Linked DNA regions of Gossypium arboreum: region 1 is linked to region 2. A link is a contact called in public Hi-C data. All regions are on one chromosome and are shown on one strand. Each heading gives the region's core, a stretch centred on a gene start, on an enhancer-like site or on the middle of the called end of the contact. The rest is flanking DNA. Distances are from core to core; before and after follow the strand shown.

Region 1 (4,543 bases), core at 938-3,437, 370 kb before region 2:
TTTATTTCCCAAGTTTAATTACATATTTTATATTTTAAAATAATATTGAAATACTTATCATGTTTTATAAATATATTACTCGTTATTGTTTTAAAAATATGATAAGTATTTCAATATTGTTTTAAAATATAAAATATGTAATTAAACTTGGGAAATAAAAAAGATGGAAAAACAACGAGGGGGTGTGTTGCAATATTTCCAATCTCTTTTGTTGGGTGATTTTGGCCATTTGTTGGCAGGCACCACACCTCAAAAAAATTATTTTGTAATAAGATAAAAGGGTGCTAGCTATTAATATGCCAGCATCCAAAAAATTTAAAAAAAATATATATGGGTGCTTGTTATATAGTGTCTAAAACCCCAAAAATTATTTTTTAATAGAAAAAAATAGTGATGCAGACTATCTAGTTTTTATAACTCAATTTTATTGTTCATTTTAAGATAAATATTTTTGAATTAATGCCATTTTTGTAAATAATAAATTTTTTTGGGGTCAAATGGGTAAACTAGCCTCACTTTTTAGTGGATTTAAAAGTAAAATAGCTTAGCGTCATCGATGACATAGCTAAGCTCACTATGACCGACGTCGCTATGAGTGACGTCATCCGTTCCTACTTACCATACGAAGCCTTTGTCGACAGCTTTTCTTGTTGTAAGCCTAGGGGCCTACCTGCCTATCATAAGTGGCCACTCTTTTTCGGCTTGAAATATATAAATGTCTAACTCTTTTGCACATTCGATTAAAAGAATTTACTTTTTATTTAATTTTTCTAAATTTATATTTTTATCAATTTTATCATGAAAAATTAATTTTGTTAACTTAGTTAATGTAAAATATATATGAATTGTGATTTGATGATATGTTAGTATTTAATTAATTTTTAAATTTTAAAATATTAAATTTTTTATAATTTTACAACTTTTAATATTTTAATGATTTTAAGTTTTAAAATATTTTTATAATTTTTAAAATTTTAAAATTTAAAAATTAATTGAATGTGATGTGTCATTTATGTCTAAGCCACATTAGCAGAGTTAAGAAATATTGACTTTTCTAATCATTTGGATGATTTGATAAAAAAACACAAGTTCAAATATGGGTGTTAAAACGATAACCGAACCGAACTAGCATTAACTGAACTGTATAATCCTTTAACCGTTAGCCGAAGCGAAATTTTTTCAAAAAAAATTTAACCGAACTGAAATATTTCGGTTAATTCGATTGGTTAACTGAATTAACCGAATTTATATATTTTTATCTTTTAGTTAAAACAAGTATAAAACATATCAAATAAATACATTGAAATTAACCGAAATATATATTTTTATCTTGAAAATTAATCGAATTAATCGAAATTTTATGTCTTGAAACACTATATAATGAAAAACACTACATAAGTATTGAAATTAACACATAATATTAATTATTAAGTTCGGTTAATTCAGTTAATTATCTAATTTCGAACCGAATTAACCAGTAATTGAAATTTCAAAAAACCATTAACCAACCTCCGACCAAACTATGTTCGACCATTGGTTGATTAACCGAATTAGATCAGCTTGGTTAATTAATTTAGTTTTAACAGAAATTTAAATATCTTTAAATTTAATAACTAAAAAAGACGAAAAATTAAATTAAGAAATAAAATAATTTTTTATAAAAATAGAGGGTAAAATATATAATTATTATTTAAATTATAAAATAGATAAAATATTACATTAATTAATGGTGTTAGCGTACCGACATGAGCATGCATTTCAATTTGGTTGCACCCGTAAATAAGATAATCAGATGGTTGTTAAGGTATGGAATAATTTCTGTTGTCTTTATAATTACAAATACAAATACTAAATCTAATTAATAATTTTTAATTATTAAGATATTTAGGATTTTGAATATTTAAACTGTCATTTAAAAAGAGAAAGAAACCAGTGACTTGGCAATCATTCACATGTGAAAGTAATTTGACATTCCTGATTAAACTGCAAGAATACCATCTTCATGTTCACATGGCCTTTGACATTAGTTAAGGAATGTGATGCTGTAAAAGCCGTAACATCATTTGTCCGATTCTGGAATTTTTCAATTAAAAATAAATGGCAGAAAGATTACGTACATCTTGTGATATCAGCATCTCAACGTCATCAGAAAATGAGTGCTTTAAATGGGTGCTGAAAGCCGGAACCTCCAAAGTTGTGCAAAGTAATTAAATATCATACTCCATTCCCATGGCGCTCTCCACCACCAAGCTATTACTCACTGACCTCGCAACTACAGTCAAACTGGTGCCTACCAATTACATCAGACCAATCTCCGACCGTCCAAACCTGGTTGATGTTCATGTATCAGATGTTTCCATCCCTCTGATCGACCTTCAGGACCTCCATGGCCCCAACCGCTCTCATGTTCTTAAACAGATTGCCCTAGCTTGCCAACATGATGGTTTCTTTCAGGTATCCAAACAAATATTTTGATTTGGCTATAATTGTCGCTTGCTACTCCTACTAGTTAATTCTGTTTAGTGATTTCTGTTCTGCTAAATGATCAGGTTAAGAACCATGGGGTTTCAGAAGCCACCATCAACAACATGCTGCGTTTAGCTAGAGATTTCTTTTATTTACCGGAGAGTGAGCGGTTGAAGAATTACTCCGACGACCCGTCCGTCGCCAACCGGTTGTCAACTAGTTTCAACGTTAAGACGGAGAAGGTTGCCAACTGGAGGGATTTTCTGAGACTCCATTGCTACCCTCTCCAAGATCACGTAAACGCATGGCCTTCAAATCCCCCTTCCTTCAGGTTTTAATAATATAGTACCATAAATAAGCCAATGGTTTTCATCTTTTAATTTTAAGCATGACTGAATTTGTGGTTCCTGTCAGGGGCGACGTAGCCGAGTATTGCAGTAGCGTTAGAGGTTTAGTGCTACGACTGCTTGAGGCCATATCAGACAGCTTAGGGCTGAAGAGAGATCATATAGATAAGACCCTAAGCAAGCATGGGCAACACATGGCTTTAAACTACTATCCACCTTGTCCACAACCAGAACTTACTTATGGCTTGCCTGGCCATACCGATCCTAATTTAATAACTATTCTTCTTCAAGATGACGTCCCTGGATTACAGGTTTTAAGAGATGGCAAGTGGATTACTGTCAATCCCATTTGCAACACCTTCATTGTCAACATCGGCGATCAAATGCAGGTGAAGTGGTGGATAGTGATTGTAACCTTTGTTTATTTATTTCTTAATCCAGAAAAAAAAATAAAGTGAGTGGTAATCTTTTGTCACAGGTAATTAGCAATGATCGTTACAAAAGCGTGCTCCATCGAGCTGTTGTGAACTGCAATAAAGAACGAATATCCATCCCAACCTTCTATTGTCCCTCACCTGATGCTTTGATAGGCCCTGCTACGGACTTGATCGACGATGATCACCCTGCAGTGTATCGAAGTTTTAGTTATGGGGAATACTATGAAAAATTTTGGAAGAGGGGACTTGCTAGCGAATGCTGCCTCGACATGTTCAAAACTTGTGTTCCATAATTATCTATTGTCATGAATTCATACTTTAAAGTCGAGATTACACGGAGTTGTCTTATTCGACCTCCCAGATAATGTTAATTACTGAAGCGTCTTAATTAAGGTGCTAGATGATGGTATTTCACTGTTTCATATACATTTCCATCTCTGCAAACGGGACTTGCAACTCACCTCTTCCTACCTTCTACTTTTTCAATTTACAAGAACATCAAAACTTTAAATGCGAATTTTGAGGATTTCAATTTGGATTTTATTTATATGTGTAAAGTAGTTATATTAAAAAAAATATTAAGATTATAACCAATCTATGAATTTGAAAATTATAGTGAATTTTACTTTTTTAGCAACCTAAGGAAATTACTCAACAGGCTAGAACCGATGCTGATGAAGAAGACAAACACGCTCTCACTAGTAGGCCTTGAAACTGGTTATAACACAAGCGCCATTAAAGCTTGGTGGATTTGAGGGAGTTTGTATCACATTCTCTCTACCTAATGGTCCCCGTCATCGGAATGGTTTGGTTGCTAGGTCAGAATTTCTAGGGATTTTAACTTTCTATAGCTTTCGTTCCATCTAATTACATAAACTATTAAATTTTATAATATTTTATGTAATACATAAAACATGGTTTAATAATTCAAAACGTTACTCAATTATTTGAATCATTACAAGGGTTAAATTACTAAACGAAATACTCAAAAATCTTATTACATAAATATTAGAATTCTTATAATATTTAATGTAACATTGGAGTTGATGAAACGTTTATAGTAAGGATCTCTTTCTAGAATTTTTATAAGCACCCAAAATCAATTCCTTGTATCATGGCAAATTAAGGCTATTGTAGGTGTAAAAAAGAACTTTTCTTTCTCTCCTCAAGTGCTATTTAATTTCGAAAGTCTTCTTCCCCTCCTCCCTTCTAGAAAAATATGAATATCACATATATATATAATAATTACATTATTATTTATTATAATAAAAAAGTTATTCAAATTAAAAATGA
Region 2 (4,481 bases), core at 1,934-4,433:
TTTCAAAGTTAAAATATTTTAAAGAGGACTACATCTTAAATTTTTTTTCTTTCGACATTAAAGACATTTGATAATCAATTAGGTACCAATTTTTGGGCGTTATGAGGGTGCTAATCCTTCCTCGTACGTAACCGACTCCCGAACCCGTTCTTTTATTTCGTGGACCAAAACTAATGATTTTAAAACAAAATGTTTTAAAGGTGATCCAATCACACCTAAAAAGATTGGTGGCGACTCCCGTTTTCGTTTTTTAAAATCGATTCCCATTTTCCAAAACCCGATTTGAAAATGGTTTTGACATCAAATATTCAAATATCACAATCTCATATATTCATATCAATTTCCTCATATTTCTAATCAATATATTTTTCAATATAATATTCATTCAATATTCAAATTTCTACATAAATCATATATATTATATAATTCAATCAATATAAATTCAATCAAAATAATTTCAATCAATATAAATTCAATAAATTCATCGCATACCAAAATCAATCCATTCCAATTGTAAAACATCATAATTCTAACACTAACAATTGCCATATGTATATAAATATAACAAATAATAACTAAGTTCAGATTATAGAAATACAAACCGTAATTTTCGAGCTAACTCCCGTTGACTTTATCTTGTCCTTTCTTAGCTTAGATTTTCGGTACCACATTGACCATTAAAGCTTAAAGCTTCAAACCTTCAATTTTCCCTTATCTCCCCTTCTTTCTTTCTTTTTCTCCCCTGCTCTCTATTTCGTTTCATTCTGTTTCTATTTCCTTTCATTTGCTTCTTTAGTTTATATATATAATATAATATAATATAATATAATATAATATAATATAATTAAAATATAAAGTATCTTTATTATATAATAATATAATAATATACTAAACATAAAAAATCTTAGATTTTCTTCCGCCTTAATTTATACTTTTGTATAATTGCTCTTTTAGCCTTTTTATTTTCTTTTAATATATAATTCAACTTTCACACTTTATTCAATTTGGTCCTTTTACTTAATTACTCTTAATTAAATTTAAATTCACTTAATTAAACTCTAATTAACCACCTATTTTACTTCGTAAATATTTTTAATAAATATTTACTGAATTCATTTTTCAGAAACGGAGACCCAAAAATACACTTTTTCGTAACGGTAAAATTCGAGTCATTACATACCATCTATGTATTGATTATATGTATTAATAAAATTACATTTAATTATTTTTTAAATTTTGTAAACTTTTTAAAGTATAAATATTATAATGGTAGGTTGTATGAAATTTTATTTTTATATATAATTTCTAATATAATTTTAATTATTAATTAGTGGGTATAGATTGTTAATTAAATTTAAATATTATGACCACTAACAAATTTATTGTACCATTATTTATATTTTAAATATCTATTTTAATTTTAATAGTGTATTTAATTTTTATAATAATGATAAACTTAAAAAGAATTTTTAATTGTTTTAAAATTTACGGTAACTTATAATGTAGAATTGTAAGTTAAATTATTTAATATAGCAAATTGGAAAAATTTATTAAGAAAATATAACTTACAAAATACCGTTAAAATTATATATATATATAATAATAATAATAATAATAATAATAATAATAATAAAAGCAAAAGAGTTTATGTTACAAATTTCCACTTCAAGAAATTCTTACTTTATTTCCTTATCTTAAGTCAAAATTTATGATATGAACACATTAAAACTTAAAATATTGTAATATATATGATTATAAAATTATTTCATTAAAATTGATTATCAACAATAACCTTTGAAGTTAATAACTAAATGTGAATTTTATCTTTAGCAATGTTTAAAAGGATGCAACTTTTGCAGTTGATTGAGTCTTAAATCGATCAGAATTGACATTGTTATTAATGCAGGAGAACGCGAGTTCGAGTATAATAAAGCGCATTATTTTTTATTTATGGGTTAAGGAGAGACTATGAATAATTCTAAATATCATATAAAAATAAATATGATCAAAACTTATAATAATATTATTAAAAGAATACATCCTCCTAACATGGTTTCAAAAGTGAATCAAATTCATATGAATTGATGATTGAATTCATTTTTATTTTAAATATTTTATAATTTTAATAATTTATTTAATTAAATTTAACGAACCGATGGAGTCAATATTATTGATTTGAAGGGAAATGACCATACGAATACAGTATAAATTTGGCAGAAATATCTTCCACAGCACATGCGATGCTGGATGCCAAGGAATATTCACATGACTGGAAAAGCTGATAATTTTCTGATGTGATATAGTTATAAATGATGAAAAACTTAAATATAATATTGTTCTATAAAATAAATATAATGTTGAAAAATAATATAAATATAATATGAAATACATATACTTTATAAATTACTGAGTTTAAGAGTATGATAGTAAAATTTAATTTGATTTAAAAAAATTTAAAATTTAAATTTTGAGTTAATTAATTTGATTAATTTGAGTCAACTCGAATAAGTAATTCGATCATTGTTAAAATTTAAAAATAAGCAAATTAATTTTTAAAATTCAAAATATTTTTAAAACTCCAAAATTTATATATTTTTGAAAATTTTATAAAAATTAAAAAATTCTAAAAATATATAAAAAGTTAAAAGAATTCTAAAACAATAATTTTAGGACATAAATAAATAAATTAACGATTTAAGTTTATCATACTAAATTATCTTTTTTTCTTAATTTACTTTAAAATTGAAAAAGTTTTCAAATATATATTATTTCAAATTTACATGCTTTAAAATAGATTTAATTATATGGTAACAAGATGTTAATTTGACATATTTAATTTTTAATCTGATTCAAATAATTTTACTCAATTCAATTTAATTCGACTCAAATTAAATTTAATTTCATTCAACATAATTTAAAAAATTAAATTAAATTAAAATTCTTCATATCAATAAACTCTTCTCTAACATAATTTTAATCCAACGCTTACGCTACCTAAAAGTTTGTCCGCTACCAATTTTTGCACTAAAAACAAGAGGAAAAAAATAGGCAAAAATACAGCCATGGCTAATTGGACACCGTCAATTAACTTCAATTCATAGTACTAAAATTATAAAATATCGGGAAAAGCAATCTACCAACTTTAAGTTTTTTCACGATGAAACAGACATTTGTTGGAGCCCACCAGTTATGAACCACTTGTACCGTAGATTTAAGCGTGACTAGTGACCGCAAATTTCCTGAATACTCATACTAAGCTAAGGGCCCCCACCTTCCACGTGGGAAGCACTTAGACATTGAGATGAGACTTCTCCTCTCTCATTAAGCCACGTTTTATTGTAGTTCAACGTTGTAATCAGTTCAAATTGGCAGACCCTAGGTGAACTTCAGTGACCACGCCACTTCAACAACTTCCATCACTCCTAACCCAGCTGCACTCAGTGAGTGAACCATCTCGAGTGCTTCAGGTACTGCTAACTTAGCTGATTTTGAGTGATCCACTGTATCAGTTACATAGGTTCCTGTTTGCTTTTCATCACCCTACGTTCTCTTGAAGCTATATAAAATGTTTGGTTTTTGTCTTTAGTTAATTTGGTTTGGTTTTCTTTTTGGTATCAGCTTTCGATCAATGGCAACCCTGACAACCTCACACTTGGTTTCGACAAGTTCTCATTTCAGCAGCCATGGAGCAGACACTAAGGCCAATCTTGCACAGGTTGGTGCCAGGAATCAAGCCATGACTCACAATGGTTTGCGGTCTTTGAACAAGGTCGATAGGTTGCGGATGAGGACCACCAACGCAAAGGCTGTCGTTACGAAAGCTATGAAACAGGCAGATTACAGGCCTTTGGGAAAAATTATTTGCGGAATAGGGATGAATATAGTGTTTGTGTCAGCTGAGTGTGGCCCCTGGAGCAAAACTGGTGGACTCGGTGATGTCCTCGGTGGACTTCCTCCCGCAATGGCTGTAAGTACATATAAGTAGAGATTTTGGCTTTGGTTTTGGTATTTAAGTGAGATAACTAGCCGCTATTGCTTATTTATCGTTCAATAGGCCAAAGGACACCGTGTTATGACAGTGTGTCCTCGCTATGATCAGTACAAGGATGCATGGGACACAAGTGTGTTAGTTGATGTAAGGTTTCCAATCCTGCTCGATTCAAGAGATATCATATTTTACTTTTTTAGTACTTCATATTCCACTAAAAGGATCTATGTTTGGATTAATTTCTTAAACTTGAGATCCTAATATGCAGCTAAAAGTCGGAGACAAAGTTGTAACTGTTCGGTTCTTCCACTGCTACAAACGTGGAGTTGATCGTGTCTTTGTCGATCACCCCATGTTCCTTGAGAAGGTTTGAAATGATTGTTGCCTTGGTTTAATGTTCCTGCGTAAATGATTCTAGTTCATCAATTTTCTTATGGTCGCTGTTCTGATGATTCAGGTATGGGGCAAAACGGCTTCCAAAATCTATGGCCCC

The links. A called contact is a pair of places that touch in the nucleus more often than the background predicts.
Region 1: a Hi-C map of leaf shows a contact between it and region 2, with 2.2 times the contacts expected there. The contact joins the promoter of LOC108482509 here to the promoter of LOC108476229 in region 2. A contact is called at or near these places in 2 of 5 Hi-C or Micro-C datasets (both in leaf).

Annotation. Positions count from the first base shown.
Region 1 is chr8:52,925,063-52,929,605 of ASM2569848v2, reverse strand. It overlaps LOC108482509 (protein DMR6-LIKE OXYGENASE 2-like), which reads left to right and starts at 2,187. Exons shown (of 4, transcript XM_017785644.2): 1 at 2,187-2,454; 2 at 2,550-2,797; 3 at 2,881-3,202; 4 at 3,292-3,694. The coding sequence starts at 2,230. The coding sequence ends at 3,543.
Region 2 is chr8:52,560,280-52,564,760 of ASM2569848v2, reverse strand. LOC108476229 (granule-bound starch synthase 1, chloroplastic/amyloplastic-like) reads left to right here and starts at 3,183. Exons shown (of 14, transcript XM_017778370.2): 1 at 3,183-3,467; 2 at 3,619-3,967; 3 at 4,055-4,135; 4 at 4,257-4,355; 5 at 4,446-4,481. The coding sequence starts at 3,629.